Linked DNA regions of Mus musculus: region 1 is linked to region 2. The links are chromatin contacts, called in public Micro-C maps. All regions are on one chromosome and are shown on one strand. The core of a region is the stretch at or near the end of the contact, and the rest is flanking DNA. Distances in the headings are between cores, read along the strand shown. Region 1 holds the start of Tab3 (TGF-beta activated kinase 1/MAP3K7 binding protein 3). Region 2 overlaps Dmd (dystrophin, muscular dystrophy).

What was found. A called contact is a pair of places that touch in the nucleus more often than the background predicts.
Region 1: a contact with region 2 is called in a Micro-C map of embryonic stem cells, with 3 times the contacts expected there. The contact joins the promoter of Tab3 here to the enhancer-like site in region 2. A contact is called at or near these places in 1 of 484 Hi-C or Micro-C datasets (embryonic stem cells) and 1 of 115 datasets of contacts at active chromatin or transcription factors (embryonic stem cells).

The regions. Positions count from the first base shown.
Region 1 is chrX:85,569,340-85,576,102 of GRCm38.p6, forward strand. It overlaps Tab3 (TGF-beta activated kinase 1/MAP3K7 binding protein 3), which reads left to right and starts at 4,683. Exons shown (of 10, transcript NM_001358447.1): 1 at 4,683-4,983; 2 at 6,211-6,271.
Region 2 is chrX:85,075,442-85,082,112 of GRCm38.p6, forward strand. All of the region lies in intron 63 of Dmd (dystrophin, muscular dystrophy), which reads left to right. Among named protein-coding and RNA genes, the nearest start is that of Fthl17a, 170 kb to the right of the region's middle. Within about 2 kb of position 1,675, at least 13 of the 459 cell types and tissues checked have an H3K27ac peak or open chromatin away from gene starts, as enhancers often do. A contact at or near this core is called in embryonic stem cells, where this site is marked.

The DNA of each region.
Region 1 (6,763 bases), core at 3,433-5,932, 500 kb after region 2:
TGCTTGCGTCATGAGAATCATGAAGGTAGGAATCTTAATGGAACAACAGTTCGACCTGTTCGTTGTTTAGCATAACAACGATATATCAACTTCTCCCAGGATCAAATGAATGTTTCAGAAGGAAAAATAACCCCGAGGCTTTTGCTTGTGTCCTTCTTTAGTACCTATTAATGGCTAAGGGGTTCCTGGCAGTAAGAATTGTGAATATTCAACAAGGAATGGGAACAGAGACAAAATTAGAAGACTGTTGGTTTGTATCTAAGAACTGTGTGGTGAAAAGGGTCCTGAACAGCTATGCTTGCTGCATGAGCGTCAGCACTTGCCTTACAGTTACACACAATGCCCTGAAAATTAGGAGAGGATTTACAGCCTCAGTGAAGTCAAAGAGACCAGGAGCTGAGCAGAAAGTTCTGGCAGAGAAAAGGCACCCGGGGTGTCCTGGGTTGTGCTAATTACTGTTCCTGGTGAAAGACTACAAAGTTAAGATCAATTAAAGCAGAAAGAAAGAACCAGTTTTAAGCATCTGCCATTTCCAGAGGACAAAGCTATCTTAAGACAGTATTGGTTAGTGGTAACTTGGCCAACTCCATTCTCACCGTCTTTGCTCCTGAAGAAGCTGCTAGATTTAGCAAGATTGGAGGTGGGGTAGGAAATGATGGAGAAACACAGGGACAGAATGAAAAAGAAGGGTTTTCTTGTTTTGATTTCAAGATTCTCATTGGTGGCACTATCCAAATGGGAGAGCAGGTAAAATACAACTTTAAATATTTATTGTTTTTTTTTAATTGATGTATGTGCTTGCATGCGTGCATGCACACCCTTGTAGAAATATATATATTTCGTGTGTGTGTTCATGAAGGCTGGGAGAGGAGATGAGCTCTCCTGGAGTTAGAGTTATAGGTGGTCCTGTGATACCTCCTGGGATGCTGGGAATTGAAATTGAGTCCTCTGCAGGAGCAGCAGAAGCTCTCAACCCCTGACCCATTTCTCTAGTTCCAAGATACGACTTTAAGTCAAGTTCTAGGATTTGATTGAATATTTTAGATATTTGATGGCTATTTTCTCAAATGTTACCCCTTTCCAGGTCTCCCATCCGAAAACCCCCTTCCCCTGCCTCTATGAGGGTGCTCCCCCACCAATCCACCCACTCCCATCCTCCCACCCTGGCATTCGCCTACACGGGGGCATTGAACAGTCTCAGGCTCAAGGGCCTCTCCTCTCACTGATTTCCAAAAAGGCTATCCTCTGCTACATATGTGGCCAGTGCAATGGATCCCTCCATGTGTACTCTTAGGTTGGAGGTCCAGTCCGTAGGAGCTTCAGGGGGATGTCTGGCCTTTTGACACTGTTGCTCCCCCCATGGGACTGCAAACCGCCTCAGCTCTTCCAGTCCCTTCTCCAACTCTTCCATAAGGTAAGGGACCCCCAAGCTCAGTCCAGTGGTTGGCTGCAAGCTTCTGCCTCTGTATTTGTCAGGCTCTGGCAGATATTTGTTGGGCTCTCAGGAGACAGATACATCAGGCCCCTGTCAGCAAGCACTTCCCAGCATTTGCAATAGAGTCCAGGTTTGGCTACTGTTTATGGGATGGATCCCCAGGTGGGGTAGTTTCTGGATGGTCTTTCCTTTGGTCTCTGCTCCACACTTTGTCTCCATATTTCCTCCTGTGAGTATTTTGTTACCCCTCTTTTTTTTAAAGATTTATTTATTTATTTTATGTACACAAGTACACTGTAGCTGTACATATGGTTGTGAGCCTTCATGTGGTTGTTGGAAATTATATTTTAGGACCTCTGCTCACTCTGGTCAGCCCCGCTCGCTCAGTCTCTGACTGCTCCGGCCCAAAGATTTATTTATTATTATAAATAAGTACACTGTAGCTGTCTTCAGACATACCACAAGAGGGTGTCAGATCTCATTAAGGGTGGTTATAAGCTACCATGTGGTTGCTGGGATTTGAACTCTGGACCTTTGGAAGAGCAGTCAGTGCTCTTACCCGCTGAGCCATCTCACCAGCCCTGTTCCTTCTTCTAAGAAGTACTGAAGCATCCATACCTTGGTCTTCCTTTTTCTTGAGCTTCATATGAACTGTGAATTATATCTTGGGTATTCTGAACTTTTGAGCTAATATCCACTTATCAGTGAGTGCATACCATGTATGTTCTTTTGTGACTGGGCTACCTCACTTAGGATGATATTTTCAAGTTCCATCTATTTGCCTGTAAATTTCATGAAGTCATTGTTTTTAATTCCTGAGTAGCACCCCATTGTGTAAGTATACCACATTTTCTATATACATTCCTCTGTTGAGGGACATCTGGGTTCTTTCAGCTTCTGACTATTATAAATAAGGCTGCTATGAACATAGTGGAGCATGTATTCTTGTTACATGTTAGAGCATCTTCTGGATATATGCCCAGGAGTGGTATTGCTGGGTCCTCTGGTAGAACTATGGCTAATTTCCTGAGGAACCGCCAAATTGATTTTCAGAGTGCTTGTACCAGCTTGCAATTTCACCAGCAATGGAGGAGTGTTCCTCCTTCTCCACATCCTCACCAGCATTTGCTGTCACCTGGGTTTTTCATCTTAGCCATTCTGACTGATGTGAGGTGAAATCTCAGGGTTGTTTTGATTTGCATTTCCCTGATGACTAAGAATGTTGAACATTTCTTTAGGTGTTTCTTGTCAAAATGAGTTTCCTCAGTTGAGAATTCTTTGTTTAGCTCTGTACCCCATTTTTAATAGGGTTATTTGGCTCTCGGAGTCTAACTTCTTCAGTTCTTTTTATATATTGGATATTAGCCCTCTATCTGATGTACGATTGGTTAAGATCTTTTTGCAATTTGTCAGTTGCTGTTTTGTCCTCTTGACAGTATCCTTTGTCTTACAGAAGCTTTACAATTTTATGAGGTTTCATTTGTTGATTCTTGATCTTAGAGCATAAGCCATTGGTGTTCTGTTCAGTTATCTACAATATATATAGCACAGTAGCCTTCCCTATGTGCAGTATGAGAAAGTGACTTAGGACACCTGCCTCTTCTGAACACCTATACCTTCCAAAAAAAAAAAAAAAGTGGCTTTTGACGCCGGAAGTTAAGGATCAGATTCAGCTCTAGTCCATATCTCATTTTCATCAGACTGAGGGGAATTTAGGAAACTGGTACTTCCTTTCCCTAGCAGTCCTTGGATCTAGATTATAGTTTCCCAGGACATGCAAATCCCGTGTCAGATGTTTCCCCCAGGGACCCCATCTCCACTGAAAGCTCCCCTCTCCTCAGAAGTTTGAGATTTGCTTCCACAAACCGTCTTCTAAGCATCTAAACTGGACCCTCCCCATTCCCCCCCATCCCAGGCAGTCTATGTTCCCCTTTCTTCCCATTCACTTTACATGATGGAGGACTACTCAGTGACTAAAAGCAATGACTTCATGAAATTTACATATAGCCTTTAAAAATATAGATGCTGCATACAAGAGAAAGGACACATCGGAATGTCTTATTCCAATTAATATAATTATTTCCAGTTTCATCCATTTTCCTGAAAATACATAGTTTGTCTTCGTAATAGTATAAAATTCCACATTTTTACATGCCTCATTTTATCCACTCATCTGTCGGTGAGCATCTTGGCTGATTCTTTATCTTGGCTGTTGTGAGTCGTGCTATATAGTACATGTAAATGTACAAGTATGTCTGTGGTATGCTTGGAGTCCTCGGGTGTATATTCCAGAATGATATATCTAGGTCATGTGGAAGTTCTATTTCTAGTTCTTTTTCTTCTTTGAGCGATGGCATCTCTCTTTGAATCCTATCTCTGTTTATTTATACCATAAAACTTTTTTCCTGTCCTCCATCTCAGACCAATATTTGTGTGTGTGTGTGTGTGTGTGGTCAGAGCATTATGTTCCTCAATAGTAAGTGTATAGGAAATTGAACAATACTTATTTGACTCTATGAATCAAAAGAAAAAAATACTAGAAAAGGAGTTATTTGTGTGCAAAACCCGACAACAGTTGTTTTCTCCGAAGAGCATGGTAATGTGAACCAACAGAATGAAAGAGCATCGGAGACTTTCTGAACACCAGGGTCACAGCAGAGATCAGGAGGAGCAAAGGACTTGGAGGACTTCTGGGAGCGTCTAAGCCTGTTTTAATCTTCGGAGCCTATGTGGGATGCCAAGCCTTAAGAGATGCATCTCAGTTTGGCTCCTGACCATGCGGAGCGCTTTACTGGGTTTCGCTCTGTAACTCCGCCCCACACCTCAGGAGGAAACAGGTACAAACTCCGAGCAGGGTTCTCACTTTAGAGGCAGTTCTGGGAAGCGGCAGAACCCACGGTCTCGCGCAGGCGCACTAAACTCCCCCAGTGCGGGGGCGGGGCCCAGCTCGGACCTGGGCGAGCCCTCGCGGCGGGGAGGAGGGAGGGAGATTCATTTATCACCTTTCCTGTGGGGACCCCGCCCTCTGGTTCCCGTGGGGAAAGCCTCGCGAGATCGCTTACAGCAGGCCCGGGCGGTGCCATCTTTGTGTCTGGCGAGCGAAGGCGCCCGACGGAAGCCCTGAAGCCGGCAGCTCTTTGGCCCAACCTCTCCCAGAGACCGGATCCAGGAAATACGAGGCGGGCTTCAGTGGGAGGGACGCCGCGAGGGAGGAGGAGGAGGCAAGGGGGCGGCGGCAGCGGCGGCGGCGGCTCACACCGGATCTGCCCTCGGCACGGCGCGCAGTCAAGGGGGTTCGGCCGGGGAAGCCGTGCCCGCCCGGACCCCCCGTGGGAGCCTGCGGACGGACCGAGGGCCGGGCGGAGGAGCCCGGAGCGGCCGCGGGGGCTCGGTGAGTGGTGGCGGGGAGGCCCGGCACCTGCCCGAGGCTAGGACTTCGGAGGTGCCCTGGGGTCGTCCTAGTGACCCCGCGACCACGACGTTGGGCGTGGGCGAGACTGCGGGTGTCGGCGGGGCTCGTCCCGGCCTCTGGCTCTCAGCCGGCCCGGGTAAGTACCTGGCTGCGGGAGGTTTGCGCAGGGCCTGTCGTGGCGGCTGCGCCCGCCAGGACGCCCCGAACGCCCCGAGGCCGAGGGGAGAGGGAGTGGCTGCGGGTTGGGGGTGGAGGGGCTTGATCGCTATCAGCCCTCGCGGGAGAGGCGAGGATGCCTTTCCTCCTGGGCTCCTGGACATCCTGCAGAACGCACCTCTATGGACAGGTTTGAAGTCCGGGTTAAGGCGTTCGAGGGATTAGGACTCGCAGAACTAAGGCTGATTCTTTTAAAGGTGTTGGGACCTGTGCGCAAGGTTAGTAGTGGTAGAAATGATTGTCGTGGAAGTGGTTTGCAAATAATTGTTGGCAGGTGTTGAGGAAAGCTAAGATACTGTCGTCTTTTAAAGATGACACTGAACAGCCGCCCTCTGAGGTCCAACAACAGATTAGAGTTGGTCCTAGTTGGAGGTTTATAGTTTACTACCGCGTATCTGCTTATAAAGTGGATTAAGTAGGATAGGAGGAGGGAAGATGTAGGCAAGGTGAAGGAGAAAGTAAGCTGCACAGTAAAGAACCAAAAGTTCAGATTCAAGACACGTTGAAGTATAAAAAACTGCCTGTTCTGAAGCATAACATTTAGAATTTGGTTGTTGCTGGGGAAATTGCCTGTTAGTGGTGCAAGGCAGGGCTCTTTGGTTGTGGGCTTCAGTAACCTTTGTCAATTTTTATCATTTATAATGTATTTAGGAGTTTGTAAACGGAAAGGAAGGAGCAGTGTAAAAGAACAACTTGATGAACCCGGCTTGCTCTGTACTTTGTTAGTGGGTGGGGGTCGGGGGCTTACTTTTTGCTTTATGAGTGATTTATAGGACTATAAAAGAACACACTTAGAAAGGACGCATGGTTGAGAAGTTTTTGGATTTTTTTAAATGGAGATTTAACTATAATATTCAATTACAAAGTACACTATCTTCTATGGTAACTTTTCTCAATGAACACTGGAAGTCAGCAAGCACGTCTTCAATTCTACATATACGTAATTTGTAATCAGTGGGTTATGTAATTTTTACAAACGTACAGTCCCCCTCCCCTTTCTCCTAGAACTTGTTTAATCAAGACAAAGTTGGCTTTAGGGAAGGTAGATAATAAATATATGATTCCTGACGTTACATCTGACAAGGCATAATGAATGTCCAGTCGCCCTGACTTTTCTTCTGTTATGTGACATATTCTTTAATTGCAGGCAACCCTGTGCAGTTTGTGTTGGAGCAAAGTGAGCTGAGTATCTGCAGTCACTGGACTTGGTAGGCAGTATGCATTTTAATTGAATCCTAAGTGTTTCTCGATGTTAGAGACAATGTCTATTGCACAGATAACAGCATAAAACTTCAGTATTCTTCTGTAGCTTGCTTACATAGCTGAGGTTATATAGTGCGTAAACTGCAAAGCTAGAACTCAGATTCTTGTATATCTAAGTTTAGAGCATGTGTTCTTTCTAGATACGCTGTATGTGTTTATGTGCTGGCATCAATTTATTGAAAGTGGAAATTTTTTATTGTAAAGAAACCATTCAATTCTGTTGAAGGTTTTCGTGTGTCTTAAAAGATAATCTCAAGTATTTTTTTTTTATTTTGGATGTGTCCATTTTTTAGACGGAGGTATGGTTTGAGCTAATGTGTAAAGATTCTAAATAGTTAGCAGTGACCTATACCTGAAATTCATGGTTTTGGTAACTTCACCTTAGTGTACCCAAGATACTTCAAAGAATAAATGTTTTGTTTACTCTGATCTTGAAT
Region 2 (6,671 bases), core at 425-2,924:
TCTGTCTTTATCTTCTTTAAGAATGAAATATGAGGCTGGAGAGATAGTGTCGTGATTGAACTGGCTGCTCTTCCAGAGGACCTAGTTCCATTCCCAGCACCTACCTGACAACTAACAACTGTCTGTAACTCTAATCTCAGAGGATCCAGTGCTCCCTGCTGACCTCTGCAGGCACTGTACACAGGTGTTGCACAGACATACATTCAGACAAGACATTCATACGCAGGAAAACCAATAAAATCTCAAAAAAGGAACATACCTCTCACCACGATGCTCCAGAAGCAGAGGCAGGTAGTGATTGACACTCCCTCCCACTTCCCCTGGCCCTCGCCCCCCCCCCCCCCAAAAAAAAAAAAAAAAAGAAAAGAAAAGAAAAAAATGTGATTTTTTTTTTTTTTTGGTTTGGTTGTTTGTATCAGCCACTGTATCAGTATTTCAGATTAGACTTTTATTATATATTCTGTATTGCCTCAAATAAGCCTTGTGAGCTTAGACATTAATCACTGTTTTATAAATAACACAGCTTATGTGGAAAATTTTCAGTTCTATTAACTTTAAAAATGGTTGTTGGAATACTGCCTACTTCACACTCGAAGTTCCCTTTATGTGAAACTGGATTCTTTGCCTTGACCACATTTTACCAAGGCTTCTCTGTCTTCAGCCCATCTGTGTACTTCCTAAGAAAATTCAGAGTCCTGTCCTGTCATCTTAGCTTTCTCAGTATCCAATCAGGATTTTCCTTCCTCTTCTATGCTTCTAAGTATGCTGGTCACCCTTCCCTGACTTCTGTGAGATGCCTGCTATATAGAGTTAGTTAGAATCTCTTATCTCTGATGTTTCCTACTGAAAAATTTCCAAGTACTGCCTCCCACTGTGCTCCTTGGCTGGAAACTCCTTCATGTCCTTACTGATATTCAGAATTGAACTGAGTTATATATTTAGATCTCTCTCCCCACTCCCCCCTCCTCCCTCCTTCCCCCTCCCCACCCTCTTTCTTTTAGTAGTCTTGGATGAACTTTTCTTCTTTCCCACTCTTGCTGTTGTTTAACTCTATTCTTACCTTAACTATGGGGTCTCTGAGAACAATACCATTTTTCTTAGTTCAGTGGACTATGGCTTAGGGAAAGGGAAGGAAAAGGGATCTAGGGTCCCAGAAAATCAATGGTCAATAAAGCTGCCCTTATTAGTGGTTCCCCAATCCTTTGTCTCCATAACTCTCTGAATGAGTTTTACAGGGAAAGTGTGTTACTAGAGGTTTATAGGTAAGAGCTGAAAGGAATGGAGCTGAGTTCCTCTAGAATGAGAGCAGGTTCCAAGAAGAGTTGCCACAAAGGTTCATTGTCCAGGAGTTAGTAAAGACTTTTCTTGGTTGACATATGGAGGATGGGGAAGGCTATGAATTGGTCAATGCAGTTGGTCTACCCACAAGGTGTCCAATTCTCTTCATCCCAAGTATCTAGACTGAACTTTCAGTCATACCTCCAGGACTAGCTTCCAGGCAGCTGTGAAGTACACACACACACACACACACACACACACACACACAGGAGGAACTAGAGTCCTCAAACAGTTCTGGAATTTCTGGCATCCAGCCAGGGTAGAACCAAGGACATTCTTGTTTCTGGCAAGGGTAAGAACTGAGGTCCCAGCCAGGCAGGAAGTAGTAGCCTTAAATTGCAGAACTCCAGGAGGCAGAGTAGGCGGATCTCTGAGTTCAAGGCCAGCCTGGCCTACAGAGTAAGTTCCAGGAAAAGCCTCAGCTACAAAGAGAAAACCCTGTCTTGAAAAACTGAGGAGAAGAAAAGAAGTGCATCCCCTGCCCCATAACTGTTTGGCTGGTTCCTTTGTTTAGTTTTTCCTTAGCACAGCCAGATTTCTAGATTCAAATCTAAATTTTTAACCTTAATGTAGACCCAAATGATGTGTTTAAAAATCACTTAATTGAATATTGTAAATTATATAATTTCCACTTAATGAAATACTACTGGGAGACTGAAGGTGGATGTCCATCTGTACAGGGAGACTGGATAGAGGTAATAATTTTGATGACACAACCATTCCCTTCCAATGTAAAAGATGACGTCTAAAAATCTGATAGCTGAAAAGGTTTGGGAAAACTCTGACAATTTTCATAGAGCAGTTTGAATGAAAACCAGACAATAGCTAGTTATTGGAAGAACTCTAGAGTAAGGAAAAACAAAAAACAAAAAAACAAAACAGAAACTAACCACAGAGAAGTGTGCTGCTTTGGAGGGAGCAAAGCATTGGACTAGAGGTTAGAAGAAGACCCTCCCAGAGCCAAGCTGTAAATTTAAATGACTGAAGGTGGCCAGATGGGAACTGGGGCATCCTGAAAAGCTTCTCTGGGAACTGAAGGCCCACTATTGTCATGCATGAATGTAGGCGCCAGTTGTCAGATTTACAGGTTCTTTCAGAGACTTAAACAATGGAAATTCATTAAATATTTATGTAAATCATTCTATGATTAAAAGATGGTTGTGCAGGTGATCTACCATTAGCCCACTAGTGAAAGATCAAAAAAAAAAATCAGTTTCTGGTCTTTCTAGTCTTTAGTCTATTGGTTGATTACCTCTGAAATAATGAAGTTGGCATTTCAGGAGAAGCATCATATTTGGAGATAACAACTTAGAAATAAGTAAGTTGAAAAGGTGAGGGCAAAGGAGGAACGCTAGCAATTTAGAAAATTTAGTTGAGATTGTAAATCTGGAAAGGCAGCAAGATAATGTTAGCATTAAAGCAGATGAGGAAATTTACTGCTGTTTATTTTCATCATTTCAAGCAAGTTTTCTGCAAATCCTCCAACTGTGAAAGAGGATGGTAAATTCAAAATAGGTGGTGTCAACCATATGCTCGTGCAGTCTAAAAAAGTTAGGGCACAACATTAAAAAAATCATGTGTGAAATTTGGTTATAGAAAGCTTTAAAAAGGTATACAAACTAAGTCTAAGTCATATTCGATCATTCCTTTTTATTTTTATTCATTTATACATTTTTTAAGACAGGCTCTTGCTATGTAGCTCTAACTGGCTTAGAATTTGCTATGTAAACCACAGTCCTTGAACTCAAAGAGCTCCACTTCTGCCTCACAAGTACTGGGATTAAAGTCCATCTCCTCTGGTCCTGTTTGATCAATGTCTTTATTATAGAGAATGAAAATTAGTTATACTGGCTCTGTCTTGGAGAAACTGGGATGTAGTCTATTCTGGAAAGAGAGTAGTACAGATAATTAAATAAGTTCAGGATGGAGGTAAAGCAGATTAGGGAAAATTTACAGGCCCATGTAGTTTTGGGAGTCCCTGAATTGAATGAGCTACCTATGTTTTTAGCATTGAGAAAACCAAGACAACAGTGACTGACAATTTTAAGCCAAAGAAGATGCACAGTGTCATTCTTGCACTGGTGGTCATGGCCTCTGTGACTGTAAGTTCCTTGTCAAGTAAAATGAAAAAGAGTTAACTTGGTGCAGCCTTAGACCAGGGACAACAAGACAGTAAGTGATGGCAGGGCTATGGATGTAGATGCACAATACTTGCTGATCATGACTAAATCCCTGGACCAATTCCCAGGACCATGGAAAATAACCCACCCCTACCCCAAATAGACAAAAACAAAATAAAAACAGATGTTGACAAACAAGAATGACAGAGTTATCCAATTTAATGGCTGGAGAGTTTGCTGTACATCGAGTTTCTTCTGGTGGAGTCATGGGTAGCATATGACACAATGTGTGTGTGTATAGCATAGTGTTTTTTTAATGAGATGACAGAAGGGAAAATGGCAGGAAGTGAAATTAAAGATTTACTTTTTTTCATAGTGCTGAATTCGCAGGTGCTCATCTTGGCTTTCTATTCCTTGACCTCCCCCACCCTTTAATGTCATTTCTCCTGGGAGGTACTGTACATCTGCTTCAGTCTTAGAGTTAAGCAGCAGGTGGCCAGGATGCTTGGCTGCAGGGGTTTGGAGGATAGGTGTTTAAGGCTCTGAGATTTATATTTAAGCCATGTATTTTCAGTTTCCAAAGGAACCTGAAATGTCTTAATTTCTGAGTTCTTGGGTACATAAATTGATATGTGTCTTGTGAGGCTCGCCCACTCTCTGCTCCAATCTCTTTGTTGTCCCTGCCCCATTAATTGAACATGACATTCCTCTGGTGTCCTAAATTTTTTACCCTCAGATCATGTTTTAGGTTTCCAAGATACAGGAGCTCTGATCTTTCTTTATCTCCTCTCCCGTTGTTTCTTTCCTTTTGGATAAATGCCATTTTTCATTTCTATTCTGTCAGTCCTAGTAGTTTCACAGATTAGGAGAGACAAATGACTTTTCCATATGGCTGAGTTTTACTAGAGGTCTGAGTCCTTCACTGCTTTATTGAAGACGTGCAGGCTCCAACTATGCGCTTACCTGAGCCCAAAAGGCTACTTCTCCCTCTCTGTGATTCGGATGCATTAGCTTTCATAGACTCCTATGGCCTACACATTTCTCTCCCTCAGAGCTATTTTTGCATGTGTTGAACTATTACCCTGCCTTGCCCTACCCACTCCTCACCATCCCTCTCAGCATCCTTCAGGTCTTTGCTTCAACTTGACTTTCTTAGAAAAAGCATGTGTTTTCCTCCATGTGCAGGCTCATAGCTTCCTTTGAATTCCTGTGGTCCCCTTTTGCACACTGCACCTTAATATTTAGTTCCTCTTTCAGCAGACTTCAGAGTCAAATGGCGCAGTGATCTGTCTTAGTTATTAGTGTATTCCATGAGTTTGCCATGGTATCAGGCATATACAGTGTGCTCATTTTGTGAGTTTATTTTAGAAACTTTAAAAGAAACAATTCTTTACCTCCAAATAAGGAGCCAACAGATAAAAGAAAGACTAAGTAGCTCAGCAAATAAATGGGTTTATTTTAGTTATTTACAAGAGCGAGGGAAACTCATGGAACTCTCCACCACTGAATGCTCGACCTTCAGTCAGATGGTGTTTGTTTTTCTCAAAGGTCTCTGTCTTATGCTGATTAGTGGAAAGGTGTTAGAATCTCAGGGGAGGGCCTCCTGAGGACCTTGTGACTAAAAAAGTTTTCACAGTGGCCATGTTAACTTCCTTACCTTTACTAGGTGTAGGTATCTGATACATATTCTTTTTATTTATTTCCTTGCCCAGACTATACGTTAAAGTCTTCTGTGGGTTATCATGACCATTCTGCCAGAGGCAACAGCTAGGCTACAGGGGTCATTAAGTGTTGAAAGAATAGGAAAAAATATGGATAAATCTAAGAAATTATATAACATGTAAACTAGCCATGTATAGAGGCACACTCCTCTAATCGTGCAGTCAGGAGACTGAGGCAGGAAGATGGGGAGTGTGAGGCCTGCCTGAGCCATGTGGTGAAAGTCTGTCTCAAATAGCTGAACACAATTAAAAGTTATAAGGCAGTTTTACTTAATGTGTACTTTTAGAATAGCTAGTGTTGTTTTAGATATGTTATGTAAGCATTTAAAATAATACTGCCACTATTTTTTGAAAATATTTTTAATGTTATACTAAAATATGCAATAGAGCATCATGCCATAGCTTATGTTTCTAGCACTTTGAGGGTGAAGACAAAAAGACTGGAAGGTAGAAACAGAAAACCTTGAGGTATGGGATAGCTTGGGCCACATAGTGAGACCCTGTATAAATAACTTATAAGTAAATATCATAAAATAATGATTAAGAAAGATGTTTTAAGCAGAAATTATTGGTAATTTTTAAAGATTTTATTTTTTAATTGTAAATGGTTATGTGTTCTGACTGTATGTGTTTGTATGCATCTTGTGCTTATACTTACAGAGGCTGGGAGAGGGCATTTGGTCCTCTGGATCTGAAGTTACAGACAGTTGTGAGGCATCACGTGGTGCTGAGAACTGAACTTGTGTCTACTATATAAGTTCCAAGTGCTGTTAAACACAGAGCCACCTCCCCAGCCTCCACTTCAGGCACTCTCCAGTTCCTTTTAGTGTAGGAACTTTACCCTTTGTAATGAACATGTTAGCAAGAAGCACCTCTCCAGCCCTGCTGGAGTTTTTAGAAAGGTGTGTGTGTGTGTGTGTGTGTGTGTGTGTGTGTGTGTGTGTGTGTGTGTGTGTGTAACAACTATTAAAGACACCATGATTTTGAGCAAGATCAATGGGGTAGTACATGGGAGAGATTGGAGATAGGAGAGGAAAAAGGGGAAGTGATTTAATTATAACTTCAAAAAATAAAGAGAAAAAGATGTTTATATCCCTTGTATTACTTTTGGAGTATATGAATAGATATAGATAGTGTTAATTTTTCCTGGGAATTATTGTCCATGTATTTGCGGTCTTTTGGGTAAAAGGTTCACAGGCATCACCTTCCCTCAGATGCTAGTTTCTCACTAGCTGCTCAGGGCCTAGAAATTGTCCTTAAGATGTCCTGTTACCCCCAGAACTTTATGTTGACTACTCATTACTGAAGGTGCCTTAAGTATTTCACCAGAGCAGCTAACAAATGAGCAAAATTCATTCGAAGTATGTCTATGTCTTTCCTCGTTTTGGTGTTGCTAAGAAGCAGTAAGATCATGCTGAGGAAAGGCAAGCAGGAAGGACCCAGAGAAGCCTTGAACAGCTAGCTCACAGTCAGAATTTTGTTCTAGCATTTC